Linked DNA regions of Rattus norvegicus: region 2 is linked to region 1. Evidence: chromatin contacts called from public Hi-C data. All regions are on one chromosome and are shown on one strand. The core of a region is the stretch at or near the end of the contact, and the rest is flanking DNA. Distances in the headings are between cores, read along the strand shown.

Region 1 (7,489 bases), core at 3,442-5,941:
TTATTCTATTGTAGTGTCCTCCACTCTCCTTTCCTTTCAAATCAACCCCCTGCCTCAGCCTGGGCTCTCTCCCTCCCCCTGCAGATGGTCCCAATGACAAGAAAGCCAGAGAGAGGGAAAGAGCCTTCTTGAGAACTTGAGAAGAGTTACTTTGTAAAATTGACCCATCTCTCCTACTTCTCAGCCCCGCCCTAAACTCATCAAAGATGCAAACCGGGTTAGGTGACCCCAGGGTGAGGAAACAGGGTTCAGGGGTTCCAGAGCAACTTGGCCAGTACCAGGCTGTCCAACTGCGCCCTTCATGTACCTCTGGGCATATCCCTAAGGATAAGGACTTCAAGATGGACATCGTACCAGGTGTGACCGCACACTTGTGTGATCCCAACACTTAGGAGACAGAGGCAGGAGGACCACTGCAAAGTTTGAGGCCAGCCTGGCCTACATGGCAACTTCCAGCCCAGCCAACAGAACCCTATCTTAAACAAAACTGAAGTAAAACCTAAAACCAGGAAACAGTTCAATTTGTTATGAAAGTAATTTTAAATCTATAAGTTGATCTTAATAGTATCCCATGACTCAGCAACCGGGACAGTGTTCAGAGTTTCAGCTAAACCCCTTCTTTTCTCAGTCTCATTTCACTCAGGTGGCCTCTGACTCCCTGTGTAGCCAAGGATGACTTTGAAATTCTGATCTTCTGCCTTCCCCTCTCAAGCTCTAGGATTACAGGTATGTATCACCACATCTGGTTTTTTTTTGTTTTGTTTTGTTTTAAGATTTATTTATTTCATGTATGTGGGTACACTGTAGCTCTCTTCAGGCATACCAGAAGAGGGCATCAGATCCAATCACAGATGGTTGAATTGAACTCAAGACCTCTTGGAGAGCAGTCAGTGCTCTTAACTGCTGAGCCATCTCTCCAACCTCTCCCCCACAATCCTCCAGCCCCCCCCCCATATACTTTTATTCTAAATAAATTTACTCTTTATTTGGGAGGGTTATTATTTGTTGTCTGTTTTTGCCTTTTTACTGGAAGAAGGGCAGACAGGGACTCACTACATAGCTCAGGCTAACTCAAAACTTACTATGGAGCCCAGGCTGGTCACAAACTCCTACCTTAGCCTCCCTAAAGCTAGGATCACAAACCACAAACCGAGGTTCTTTCCTTGTTTGGTTGTTCGCTTGTCTTGAGAAAGGGTCTTATACAATCAAAGCTGGCCTCAAACGGGCTTTGTAGTCAAGGCTGGCCTTGAACTCCTGATCCTCCAGACTCCCTCTCCCAACCATTAATCATCCACACCACAGCTGATTCGTGTGGTGTAAGAGATGGAGCTCACTGAGTCCTAGGCCAGCACTGCACTAACTGAGCTGCACTGCCAGTCCCACACGACTCCCTTTAACTTCACTCAGTATCCACTCCCCGTTTGAGTTTCCTTGATTCTGAAATTCCTTTAAAAGGCTACAATGGAGCCCAATGGCACAGTGCTTGACAGCATGTGTGAGGCCTGGGGCTTGAGCCCCAGTGCTGAAAATAAAGCAAAGTGGTTTTTTAACCATTCAAATTGTGAGTTGGGCTCTAGAGTATGCCCATATCTACAACATGTTTGCTGGTTCCTAAGACATTTTGTAGATAAGTCTCCATTTTATGCCACTTCAGAGATGATCTATGGTTAAGAGCACTGGCTGTTCTTGCAGAGAAACCAGGTTCAATTCCCAGCACCCACGTGGTGGCTCACAGATGTCTGTAACTCCAATTCTCAGGGGTCCAACACTCTCTCTGGCTTCCATAGGCACCAGGTATATACATGGTACATAGACATACATATAGGCAAAACACCCATATATATATAAAATAATAATATAACATTTTTTAAAGTGTCTAGTGTGAGTGGGGCTGAGCAGATGGCTCAATGGTTAATTGTGCCTGTGGATCTTACAGAAGACCCCAGCATCAATACTGAGTGGCTCACGGCCACTTGTAACTTCAGCTTTGGGAGAGCCAACACTCTTTTCTGGCATCCACCCACATGAATCTACCCACACATAAATACGTGAACAAGCACACATGCACACACACAGACACACACACACACACACACACACACACACACACGCCTAAATTTTTTAAGTTTTGGGGGACAGTAAGATGATGATGGCTCAGCAGGAAACAACATTTCCTGCTAAATCCTCATCCTGTCTCCAGGACCCACATAGTGGAAAGAGAGAATGAGCTTCCACTGTGACTTCCATACAACCCTGCCCTTCCATGCAACATATACCTACATACGTAAATAGTATAATTCTTAAAACGTGTGCCTAGAGGCTGGAGATGTGACTTGGTTAGCAGAGTATACGGAGCATGCTCGGAGCCCTGGGCTCCATCCCCTGCAATACTCTGCATAAACCCGGCAAGGTGACTCACACTCAAAACCCAAGCACTCAGGGGACAGAGGCAGGAAGATCAGAATTTCAAAGCACACTGGGTATATACCAAGGCCAGCCAGGGATAGAGGAGATGCTGCCTCAAAAATAAAAGGTATTTGGACCACCAAAATCCAGAGTATCAATGGAAGCACATTTGTCATGGCAAGGACCTGGGACCACAATGGCTCTCATTAGTGACTAGCAATGGATAGATTAGCATAGCTACTTGGGAAGATGGCTTGACAGGTCAAAGTGCAAAAGGGAGGCATAAGAGGTGGGGCTCCAATTCCACAACTCCACCTACCACCCAAGTCGTGAGGTCAGACCACACTGTCACTGTTGACTCCTGTGGGGAGAAGAGTATTATTCTGTAGTCTATGCTGTAGTGCCAGTTTAAGGAGGTAAACATGTGTCTCCTAGGCCAAAGGCTCCCAGGGGTGTTTTTCTGACAAGATGATTAAAAAGAATATTTATTTGCATGTCTGGATGGGCAGACCAACCTGGGTCCTATCAGGGGAGCTGTAATAGGTGCTCATCACGTGGGAATTTTGTTTGAAGTCATTGCTTTGTCTCACCTGCAGGCTGCCTCAGATTCCACAGCTAGGCTCAGCCCAGACTGCACCATGCTCTAGATGTCAGCCCACAGCCATATGCGAGTTCTCCATAACTCTCTCCAACTGGATATAAGTCAGGGTTCCTGAGAGCCCTCCTTCAGTTTGGATCATTTGTTTGAGTGGCTCAGAGCTTGGGGGAACATTTCCATTGTGTGTGTTCACTCATTTGCTGTGGGGGCCATGGGGGTGGGGATGGGGGTGGGTTGGAGAGATGGCTCAGCTGTTCCCAGCACTGGCTGCTCTTCTAGAGGTACTGGGTTCAATTCTGAGCAACCACATGGTGGCTCACAACCATCTTTAATGGGATGGGGGTGGGGGGAAACACCCTTGGAGGCCAGAAGAGTGCACTGGATCCCCTGGAATTGGAGGGCTTCCAGGTCTGCAGCACTATAGGGACCCGCATCAGTTGGTAAGTTCCCCGTCCCCAAACTCTGTCCATTTGCTTTTCTTTTTTTTTTTTTTTTTTTTTTTTTTTTTTTTTTTTTTTTTTTCCGGAGCTGGGGACCAAACCCAGGGCCTTGCGCTTGCTAGGCAAGCGCTCTTCCACTGAGCTAAATCCCCAACCCCCCATTTGCTTTTCTAAGGAGACTTTGTCACAGCTTCCTCAACAAGAACGTCAAAATGTGGCAGAACAGAAAGGGTAAAAGCTAAGGTTAACAGATTCTGCGTGGTGTCCTGCTGTACCCTCTAGGATGAAGAGTGTCTTCCCACTTGCAGGGAGGGGCTTAGGAGCCAGGGACAGTTTGTGAAGTACCTGCATCATAATATCCGAGCTGCTAACATTTAAAGAGCAGGAATTTCACATAAAAAAAAAAATCCAGGCTTTGACTTCTCTCGAAAATGTGGCCAATTTGGCACCATGGCTTCCTTCCAGCCTGGCATTGGCAAGTCAGAGCTGGCTCGAGACTGCCTCCTTGTGGTAAGACAATGTAGCACCATGCCCACCATGGCCACCCAGACTACCCACTTTGCCTCCTAGGTCCTGAGCAGGCCCATCTTGCCCCAGATTGAAAAGTCCATGAAGGCAGGGACTAACTGCCTATCTGTTGGTTTCTGAAGAAAAATAAAATGTTTAAAAGTCTTCCATTTATCATGGATACATTTTTACATTTACTGATCTATTTGTGTGTTTGTTTTATGTGGGTGGGTGGGTGCCTCTGAACTACCACGGAGGTGTATGGAGGTTAAAAATTGCTTAAACAAGTCAGTTCTATCTTCCCACCACGTGGGCCCTGGATAGCAAACTCAGGTTGTCAGACCAGGCCTTCTGTACCTCCCAGTAACCCACTCTCTAATGAGGACAGCAGAGTACACTTCACAGGCCACTTAGTAACTGGTGGGATCTGACCAGCAGAGAGGCACCTAGCACTTACCTTTGTCACTTTATCCACAGGGTCTTTATCACCAAGATAGCAGGCGTCTCCCCACTCTGTAAAATCAGGTGACTTGGTGCTACGTTCACAACCACAAAAACTCCCTAGATTCTGAGAAAGTTTAGCCCTTTACTCTCCTGACCAGGGTAAAGATGTTATCGGGGAGGTTTGCATTTCTTATCAGGCCCCATTAGTGGCCCTCCAGGGTCTGATTAGAGCAGGCCAGACGTACTTAATAAGCAGTTCTCCACACAGCTTCAGGCCCAGAGCTTCTCCCTAGCACCTTAGCCTGGGAAAGGATCATGAAATGGCTTTGGGTCCTCGGGCTTGTGGCCCTCTCAGAGTGCTTGGTCAAGTAAGTATAAACTGAGTGCTATCAGCCTGGCCTCTTTCTCACTCCTGTAAAACTGTCTGACCCTCTTATCCCATGCCTATCCTACAGTGAAGAAGGAAATGAAATCCCCCGCTGGCCTTCATAACCTTCAGATGTCCATTCATCAGTGATAGTTTGCCAGGAACACCGGAAGGCCCAGAAGTCTTGGGGCAGGCATACAGGGTCACCCAACTCCAAGAGCACAAGTCACATCATGGTCTGTGTGACGTCTCTCACCAAAATCCTTCAGTGCAGCTTTAGGGGTATAGCTTCTATGTTGTCTTTTAGACCTCTCTCAGCATGTCTGTCTGTCCATCCATCCATCTGTCCACCACCACCTCTCTGAGAGTCTCTGTGTCCACAGACCTCTCTCTCTCTCTCTCTCTCTCTCTCTCTCTCTCTCTCTCTCTCTCTCTCTCTTTGGGCTCAGGCCTCATCATTTCTCACTTTAGCTCCCTGGCATTTCCCATTTTTCTCTCATCCCTCACCTCTGATTGAAACAAGGTGGGTTTGAGGGCTGCTTCCACCTGCGTGCAGTGGTATCTGCTTGTAATGTCAGCTTTTGAAAGATAGAGACCAGATGATAAGAAGTGTAAGGTCATCCTCAGTTATATATCAAGTCTGATGCTGCCCAGAATACATAAGACCCTGTCTCAAAATGAAAAGTCAAAAGGGGGTGGGGCTTCTTCCTAGGCGTAGCTTTGATTGGTAACCATCATGGTGACCAAAGCTGAGTCACAAGGAAAGGGGCTTTGGGGTAGAAATGTCCCATCTTCCACCCTTCCTCTCTGGCTACTTTGAGAAAGACAATACTGGGAAGAGTGTTAGGACAGATGGTAGATGTTCCATCACCGGCGGTCCATCACCGCCACCCTGAGCAGTCAACGTGAAGCGAGTTATTTTCCCATCTTCTTTACAGAAAGGGAAGCTGAAAGGTTCAGAACGGCCCCGTGGCCGGCTCGAAAGCGAATACCAGAGCCTGGAAACCAGGCACCCTGCCATTGTCTTCTCACTGTGATCTATCTTCTTTGGAAAACCCACTGTGCAGTTGCAATGCAAGGTGTGGTCCCCCGGAGTCGCCTCTTGGCGCCCCACGGCTCCTTGATCTCTCACTTAATTTCCTTCCGGATGCTCATTTAAAGAATCCCTCTGATGAAGATTAAGTCCATGCGAGAAAACCTGCGGGAAAGCCACATGCTGAAGGATTACCTGGAGAAGTACCCTCGCAGCCGTGCCCACGTGCTTCTTGAGCAGCGCAGGAACCCATCAGTAACTTATGAGCCTATGAGGAACTACCTAGACGTAAGTGTGACGGGAACTGGAGCTCCCGAGCGCCCCCTAGGGCTTTTGCCTAGCACTGTGGCCCCTCTGAGGAATCCTGAATTGGGGCTGAGGTTCCTAAAGTCAGAAAGGGTAGAGAGCAGGGGCTGAGGTGGCTCAGCAGCTAAGAGCACCTGCTGCTCAAGTGTGAGGACCTCAGTTCAAATCCCTAACATTCACATAAAAATCACATAAAATACGAACTGGATGTAGACACACACACACACACACACACACACACACACACACACACACACACACACACCCCTCTGTGTCACCTGCTGTGGGAGCAGAAACAGGAGAGTAGCTGGGGTTTGTAGCCTGCCAGCCTAGCTCCATGCTCAGTGAGAGAGCCTATCCCAAAAGAATAAGGTGGAGAGTCACAGATCAGGATGCCCAGTGTCCTCCTCTGGCCTCTATTTGCACCTGCACATACACAACACAGACACACACACACACACACACACACACACACACACACACACACACACGAAAGGAAAATGGGTGAGGAACAGGGACCTGTGTCCCCCACCGTTCCTCATCCCTACTCCATCTGGAGCTGTGCTGACAGGTTGAACCCAGCAATGACCAGTTACTACCACACAGACATCCTGTCCTGTTCTATGCCAAAGGAAGTCACTGAGTACCTGGACTATTATTGTGTTTTGTTTTTTTTTCTGAGATGAATCCCTAGGCCCCAAGCAAGGATGAGCTGTATCTAACCCAAGACCAGCAAATCCAATTGCAAGTCAAGTTAGGTATCCCACTGGCAGACTCAGATTTCAACCAATGAGCAGAGTGAGTTCTGAGATGGGCTGGACGCTGGGCCAACCAGCAAGATGCTGTCATGTCTGACGAGCAGAACCTAGTTTCTTTCTTTCTTTGGGTTTTTTTTTTTTTTCAAGGCTGTGTAACTCTAGCTGGCCTGGAATTTGCTATGTGGCTGTCCTCCCACTCACAGAGATCCACCCGCTCTACCTCCTGCATGCCTGTATCAGAAGTGTGCACTACCACACCTGACTAAGCCTAGCTTCTTACAGCAAGCCAGAGAAACAGGCAAAGAGCAAATGTCCGCTGGGCATGGTAGTGCAAGCCAATAATCCAAGCAATCAGAAGACTGAGGCAGGAGAATCATGAGTTTGAGGCTAGCCCGAGCTACATAGTGAGACCTATCAAAAAGAAAGGGGGGAGAAAAGGCAATAGGTGGGGAAGTGTAAACAAATGCCCAATGAAAGGACTGACGGGCTGGAGAGATGTCTCAGGGGTTAAGAGCACTGACTGCTCTTCCAGAGGTCCTGAGTTCAATTCCCAGCAACCACATAGTGGCTCATAACCATCTATAAAGGGCTCCTGTGTTTATATAAATAAAATAAATGTATCTTTATTTT
Region 2 (7,408 bases), core at 1,180-3,679, 270 kb before region 1:
CCAGGGCAGCACGGTTGAGTTTTGAAATCCCCAGCATTAAGTAAACACTTGTTGCCTACAAGGGGTCTCCTGGAGTTCTTTAGTCCCCTGGAATACCAAACCAGGAGGATGATTGTCTATCCTAGAACAATAGTCTGCACTAACAGATGCACACATAGAGGTGCACAGATACACACAGATGGGCACATGCAATTTATACAAGCAAGAGCATAGTGATTTGCAAGCTTGAGTCAAGAGACAAGGACAGTCAGTCTGGTACTCTCTCACTTTGCCCTGGCAGAGGTAAATGGCCACAGGTAAGAGAGAGAGAGAGAGAGAGAGAGAGATTGAAAGACAAGCCCAGACATTCAAACACAAAGAAAGAGACAGACCTTTATTAGTCCTCCCACTCCAACCCCACCCCCATCTCACTGTTCTGCCAGGAGAGTCAAGGTTCTGGAGATCTTTTGATAGCTAACAAGAGCCAACACTTAAAATGAGGATTTATATGCAAATAATGTTTACAAAGTGCCCCCCCCCCAGAAGCAACAATGGGTGAATGGGAAAGTGAGCCAGGGAAAAGCCTGAGGGCACATGAATTACCAGATTACCTTCACAAGAACCTGGGGCTAAACCCTGCTGAGGTCTCTTGAGGGGTGGGGGAGCCCCTTCTTATCCTACTACTAGATGGAACTGAGGAAGAAAGCTACCTACTCTGAAAATTTCAGGAGTCTTCCCTGACCGGTGCATACAGTGATAAACCAGGCTGGGCTCAAGTGGAACCTTGCACAGATGTTAAAGGCACATCCAACGTCTTCTGTCCAAAATCAATCTCTCCTACACACACACACACACACACACACACACACACACACACACACACACACATACACACACACACTCTCACGCTCCATCCCTGGAAGAGACACAAAATTAGACCTGAATTATTTAAGTAGACCCAGGATGTGCTCTAATCAATATTTGCAAGTGACCAGATAGAGGCAAGAGACAGGAAGGGGGTTGGGGGTCTGAGGCAGCCTGGAGAAAACCACAACTCCCTGCAGCTCCCCTTAAATCAGGGACATGAGGGCTCTGAGCCATTACTGGGGAGGCAGGAGCTGACATATAATTACAACACCAGGGTGCAATTGTTCTTAGTGACATGGAGAAGCTGTGCTATTCCCTAACCCTAAGGGTGGACTCAGGTTAACTCCATCAGTATGCATCTGAGACCATGTGTGCAGTGCCTAGGGGGTGTGTCCAAGAATTGGGCATCCACTTTCTACCCTGCAGAAACTTTTCTCTGGCTCTACATCTTCCTTGCCTCCTCCTGGGTCAGCATGTAACCATCCTGGCAGAAATGAAGGTATTCTAAAGAGACACTTTTGCCTATCAGACAATCAAACAAACAGTGGACTCCAAAGAAATGGGAATTTTCTCAGAATTCTCATGCTGGGAGAAGAAAAAAGGGTACCAGCCAGAGGGGAGACAAAAACGGGTACCAGCCAGAGGGGAAATTTGTCCCCTGGAAAGAGCTTGTCAGACCACCTACAGGATGAGACTAAAACCCAGATAATGGTGGGGCAATGGTGGACAGAGTCATACCTTGATAAGGACTACTTAAATGTATTTATCCTTGGCCCTCTATCTAAACTTTCTATCTAACTTTAGAACCCTGAGGTCGAATTTGGGTGATTCACAGAATCTCTTTGCCTCTCTTCCCAGTATGGCCATTTGAATAATTCTTTTTCTAAAGCTTTCCAATTTTAATTTGGCTCTTTCCGGTGGTTTGTTGACGATGGGGTAGCCAGACCTGACTTCGGGCACACGCTGTGACCCCCCAACATTGACAACAAAGCAGTCAGGGTTTTCTGGGCCTCAGACCTGACACTTCGCTGATTGAAACTGTTGAAGCATATCTGGGCACAGTAGTAAAAGAGATGGTAAGGGTGAGAACGTTTAAGAAAACTCAAAAATTGAAGATTTCCCACTCATGCAGACCCCCAGGGCCTCCTCCTTTGTTACACTGCGCAAAGCTACTATTACAAAAGATAAAACAAAAGAAAACGTGACGTATGCGGGCCCAGCTGTTCCAGAGTAAATTAACACGCTCAGCTCTGCCTACAAACTCCCTCCGCCTTTTTGCCAACCTCTTCTCTCAGGGAAAAAAGAAAAGGTATACCCCACTCCAACCCCGCTTCTCTTGCACCTAGAACTCGCGGTTTACAAAAACAAAAACGACCAAAAAAAAAAAAAAAAAAAAAAAAAAAAACCGCATCGCGGAAACCCAGCAACCAGACACAACACGCATGCGTCTACTAAGCCCAGCCCCCGGGACAAACATCCCCTGCTTTTCCACGCATCACTCTACCGCCAGTGCGCACTTCCTGCCCGGTACGGAAATAGACGAGTCTGACGTCATATGAAGGCGCCGACGATTCTGAAGGCTACGGAGACTACACGTGAGCCATGGGTACGCCGCTGAGGCGCAGCCGGCGGCTGGAAGGCCTAAACCCTCTGTCTCTGGAGAACCTTCCTGACCCCGAAGTCTCTCGGGCCAAACGGGCTCTTGTAGATTTCAAGTCGAACCCAGAAGAAACAAGAGAGCTCGAGTCTCCGAGAGTTCCGCCACTGGACCTTGTGTCTCCCCAACCTCAGCCGGAGACTAGCCCCGAATCACCCTGTCCTAAACAGGATGCAGGCTTTGGGTCCCCACAAAGGCAACCAGAGCCTCACCCTGGGTCCCTTCAACTTCATCAAGATCTGGGCCTGGATTCACCTGCAGGACAGACAGAGTCGAATCCGGAATCCCCGCAACGAGAGCAGTCATCCAAATTATCTCCCACACAGGACTCTGAGGTAGCCCACGCTAAGGAGGAGGTGATCCCAAGATCTCCCGAGCCTTGCCCGGGTCAGCAAGCACCGGGTCCCGAGCCCTCCCAGCCAGCACAGGAGCTGGCATTCCAGGCACCTAGCTCCCCAGAGCGCCAGCTGGAGCCAAGCAAGCTACCTCCGGCTGGAGAGTCAGTGACCGGAAGTCTCGACCTAAAGAAGCGAGTTATAGCTTCTCCCCAGGCCCCAGCGTCCAAGAAACTGAAGGAGGAGCTTCCTGTAATTCCGAAGGGGAAGCCCAAATCCGGGCGTGTGTGGAAAGACCGCTCCAAGAAGAGGTAAAGTGAGGACAGCATGGGCGATGTGTTGGGTTCTCCGTGCATTTGGACCTTGCCTTCGCCTGAATGAAATCCCAGACTTGAAAGAGCTCACCCGAGTAAAATTAACAAACAGGATCATGTCAAAATGCCTAAGGGAGATCCTCAGTGGTCTTGAGGTGTTCTTTTGAACTTCCTTTCCTTCCCTTTTTTTATTGCGAGGCAGGGTCTCACTGTGTGACAATGGCTGTCCTGAAATTCACAGAGATATGCTTGCTTCTGCCTTCCTAGTGCTGGGTTTGAAGGCATGTGCCACCTTGTCTGCCACATCTAGTGAGGGAAGCAGAGCAAGAAAGGCAGCCATTATAGTGAGATCCTTTTTACTGTAAAATATCATCACTGGTTCTGTGTCACTTCCTTAGGGATGGCCAGAGAGTGAGTCTTTCATAGCCAGCCACACATGTAATCACATTTAATCTTTCCCCTTTGGAGCAGGTGTTACTAGTATTAATATTGTACATCTGAAGAAAACAAGGCTCACGGAGGCTAATTGAGACACGGGATGGGAGCATAGATTTGACCGCAAAGCGAGTGAGCGGAACCCATTAACCTGCTTCTGTTGACCAGCTTCACTTGGGTTGCAGCCTTCTTAAGACATGGGGTCTTCCTTGTCCTTTCAGTGCTGGGGCATGGTAATGCTGAGTTTATATTTTTCAGTAAAGGAATGAGGAGGCTTATATGAAGGGCATTGTTTAGGCAGCAGGGAAAGAGAAGTGGGTTCAGTTGAAATTTCAGCTCTGGAGAAGAAGTAGGGTTGAAGTATCAGCTACTGGCCAAAGACAAGAATTCGTAAGAGAACAGGGCATCAGAGATTTTAAGAGGATGACATTGACGGATGATGGACTGTGCCAGGCTTTGTGCAGGCACTTTACAGATGTCATTTTGTTACTCTTAAAGCCTAAGCTCTGGGTATAACCCCTCCCCCAAGCATACTCCATTAAACTTAAGAAAGTTAAGCTTAAAGAGAAAGGCACCAATCAGAAAAACTTTGAAGCTGCTCCCAGCAAGTCACAGTAGCCAGGCCACTGATGGCCACAGGCAACCTGTTACCCTTCTATACTGTTATGTACACACAGGGGGGTGCCGTGGCTGAGAGGCTTCCTTGCCCAGGGTCTCATAGGAAGTAAATAATGGTCTCAGGACCAGACATCCAGGCCTGTTTTCCATCTCCAATAACTAGTGCTGAACATCGACTCTGCCTCAGTGCTGTAGCCACTTGCTACATTTACATTCACTATTAAATGAAATAATCTATGAGTCTTCTTAACACAAACTACAAATCAAGCGCTACAGCAGCCTATACGTAGTGATTCCCTTTCAGGAAGGGGCGGGGATCATTTCCATGACGGAACATTGTTGTCACTGATGCTCTAACAAGATATAGTATTATGTCTAGTGGCTCTGGTTTCTCCAGGCTTCCATCATCCTGTCCTTCCAGGATTCTCAAATTCCGGTTTGTTAAGAGTGAAAGGAAGTCCACAAGGTACCCACTGCTCTGCTTTTTGGAAGCTGGGTCTTGAGAAAGCTTGGGGACTTAGCAGAGAGGAGAATGCTGGTGTCAGAAGCTAGCGATGCAGTGGGAGGGGACAGAACCAGACTGCCTGTGAGTAAACCTGGTGCCAAGTTCCACACTGTGTGCCAGACTCTAGGAAGGGAGCAGACACTCAGAAATGCAGCATTGACCTTTGTCTGGTCAGCCACAGACATGCACCAAGGCCTTCAGAGACAGGGTTCCTCAAGATATCCTCTAACAGGCAAGTAAATAGGAACTCCTACACGAGTCAAGGTTGGAGTGTGGGAGGCAGAAGGGCCACTGTGAAAGGATCTGCTGAGGAGCCTTAGAGTTCTGGGGATAAGAGAGGGTTGGGGGGAGAACAGGCCCATGGGACACCCAGCAGACTGAGCAGGTAGTGGGGGAGAGATGTGAGGGCTTGTCTTCATTTTATTTTTACTTTTTATCACAGAAAAGGAAAGAGCTGAGTTTTATGAGTCCTATCACCAGTTTCAACAGTTTTCAGCATTTCCTGGCCCAGCTTTATCTTCTGTTCCTTGTCCCTGCACTTAACCCCTCCTAAAATGTTTTAGCATACCCTAGAGTGTTCTTACAGATGTCATCTCCATTCTTCTATGACTGTAAGAGCATTTGACTCTCCAGAAAAGCCAGACTTATCAGAAACCCCCAAATCCCACTTCTCCACCTTCACATCCCCCAAACTGAAGAATAATCTGAATTTTTTACAGAAAGGCTTTGTTTTTGCTGTTTGGAGGTAAAGTCACACCCCTCTAGGGAATGAGCACCTCATCTCCAGAGGCATTCACTCACAAGTTACCCTGTTTGGTAGCAGCAAAACTGCACAGCTGAAGCTGTATGAGTACAGAAAGCTTCAAGTCCCAAACTACACTCAGGAATGAGAGGACTCTTGAGTCTTGGAATGGAAATAGGCCTACATGCTTAGTAGCCCATTCCTTCCTAAGCTTCTGTAGAAAGCTGAATGCCAGGCAGTCAGGAAAGGAGTAGACGCAGACCCAGAGCCCAGTGACAGCAGGGTGTGAAGGCAACACCACAGAGGTCCCCTCCTCTCCTGCCAAGGTTCTCCCAGATGGTTCAGGACAAGCCCCTGCGTACCTCCTGGCAGAGGAAGATGAAGGAGCGACAGGAGAGGAAGCTGGCTAAGGACTTCGCCCGGCACCTGGAGGAGGAGAAACAGAGGCGCCGGCAGGTAAGGGACCATCCCTCCAAGTCTGGATCCCAGAGGCCAAATACATATCTGCTGCAGTAGACGCTGGGAGGATGACAGACAAAGGAGTATGACTTAGTCAGAGCTCCTGGGCATGAGGACCCCAGGGGTAAGAAGAATAGTCTAGGGCCATGGTAGAATTCCCACTCTACCATACAGCTAAGCCTTTGCTTATGGACATGCAGGAGACCTGGAAGTAGTGTGATGAGCCCAGGGTAAAGACCAGCAAGCCATCTTGGCGGCGGGGGCGTTCAATATGGTGGGGCTAGACCCCTCTCAGAGATCTGCTTATGAGGGAAAAGCTTGCCTCGGATTTGTTGCTGTCATTCTAGAAGAGATTCCCACACACTATCCTGGGGGTGGTTCTTATACCTTCCTTCCAATTCACTCCCCTTGCCCCAATTCAGAATCTCATTAGAGATTCATGCCCATGAGCTAGGGACTTGACTAGCATACACAGAGCCTTGAACTCAATCACCAGCACCACAAAGACTTGTTCCCAACACCTTTAGCCTCCAGGAAGTCTTGAAAACAGTCCCAGTTTTGCTTCGGCAGTCAGCACTGAGCGAGCAAGGACATGCTGGGTTGGTTAGCAGGACTGTCCACAGGGACGAGTTCAGCTCCCACTGCCAGTCTGTTGAGCCCAAGGTACAGAAGGAGTTCTGATTCAAACGATTTGTCTCAGCTCTGTAGTCCCAGATTGGCCACTGAGAGGAGGGATGGACCAGTCAAATCACTAAGGCATCCCTCCACCTATCTTTGCATCACTGCAGATCTAGCTGTCACTAAAGCCGTATCTTTTTTCCTGTGCAGCCTTGATTCCTGCTTGGCCAAAATAGTTGCCAACTTGTGAGCAACTGGAAAGGTGCATCCTCCCAATCCTCCTTTTAATACATAAGATCATAGGTCACTTCCTCCCCAAGGGCACCAGGTTGTCAAAGCCACAAAAAGGCCTGACCACATAACAGTCATCTGGAGCCACCATCCATGCCCTAGCCCTACTAGTACAGTGGCAGCATAGCCAGGAAGCCCTGGACTTCCCACCCCCAGAGCAGGCTCTGAGTGTCCCTGGAGAGCTGGTACTGTTCCAGGCCTAGTTACACACTTCTTTTTTTTTCACCACACACTTATTTCTTAAGTCAGTCTGATGAGTTAGGTCCTGTGGTCAGCTTTACTGTAGAGATGAGGAAGTGGAGGTATAGACTCAACCATAGCACCCTAATTAGAAAGCAGAATGAAGACTTAAGCTGGACCAGGTTCCTCCAGAGCCTTTTGACAGCTCATCCTGCCCAGCCCTTCCTAGGGCCAATTGTGGAGCCCAGCTATACTGGCCTTTCATTCTCATTCTGGGACACCTGAACCTGAGCAGAAGAAAACCTGGGACCAGCCCAACCTTCTCCCTGGCAGCTAGTGCATGGGGTGTTGTGTAGAAAGGGCCATTCTGCTTGCATTTGACTTCTAGGTGGGAAGACATCCGCATCT

What was found. Hi-C and Micro-C count contacts between places; a contact is called where the count stands out from the background.
Region 2: a Hi-C map of hepatocytes shows a contact between it and region 1, with 2.1 times the contacts expected there. The contact joins the promoter of Ccdc86 here to the promoter of Pga5 in region 1. A contact is called at or near these places in 9 of 12 Hi-C or Micro-C datasets (the A7r5 cell line, frontal cortex, hepatocytes and 5 more) and 1 of 1 datasets of contacts at active chromatin or transcription factors (oligodendrocytes).

What each region holds. Positions count from the first base shown.
Region 1 is chr1:216,749,269-216,756,757 of GRCr8, reverse strand. It overlaps Pga5 (pepsinogen A5), which reads left to right and starts at 4,691. Exons shown (of 9, transcript NM_021753.1): 1 at 4,691-4,763; 2 at 5,924-6,083. The coding sequence starts at 4,711. It also overlaps a transcript of Vwce not described here.
Region 2 is chr1:217,016,460-217,023,867 of GRCr8, reverse strand. Ccdc86 (coiled-coil domain containing 86) reads left to right here and starts at 2,429. Exons shown (of 4, transcript NM_001006974.3): 1 at 2,429-3,149; 2 at 5,779-5,908. The coding sequence starts at 2,449.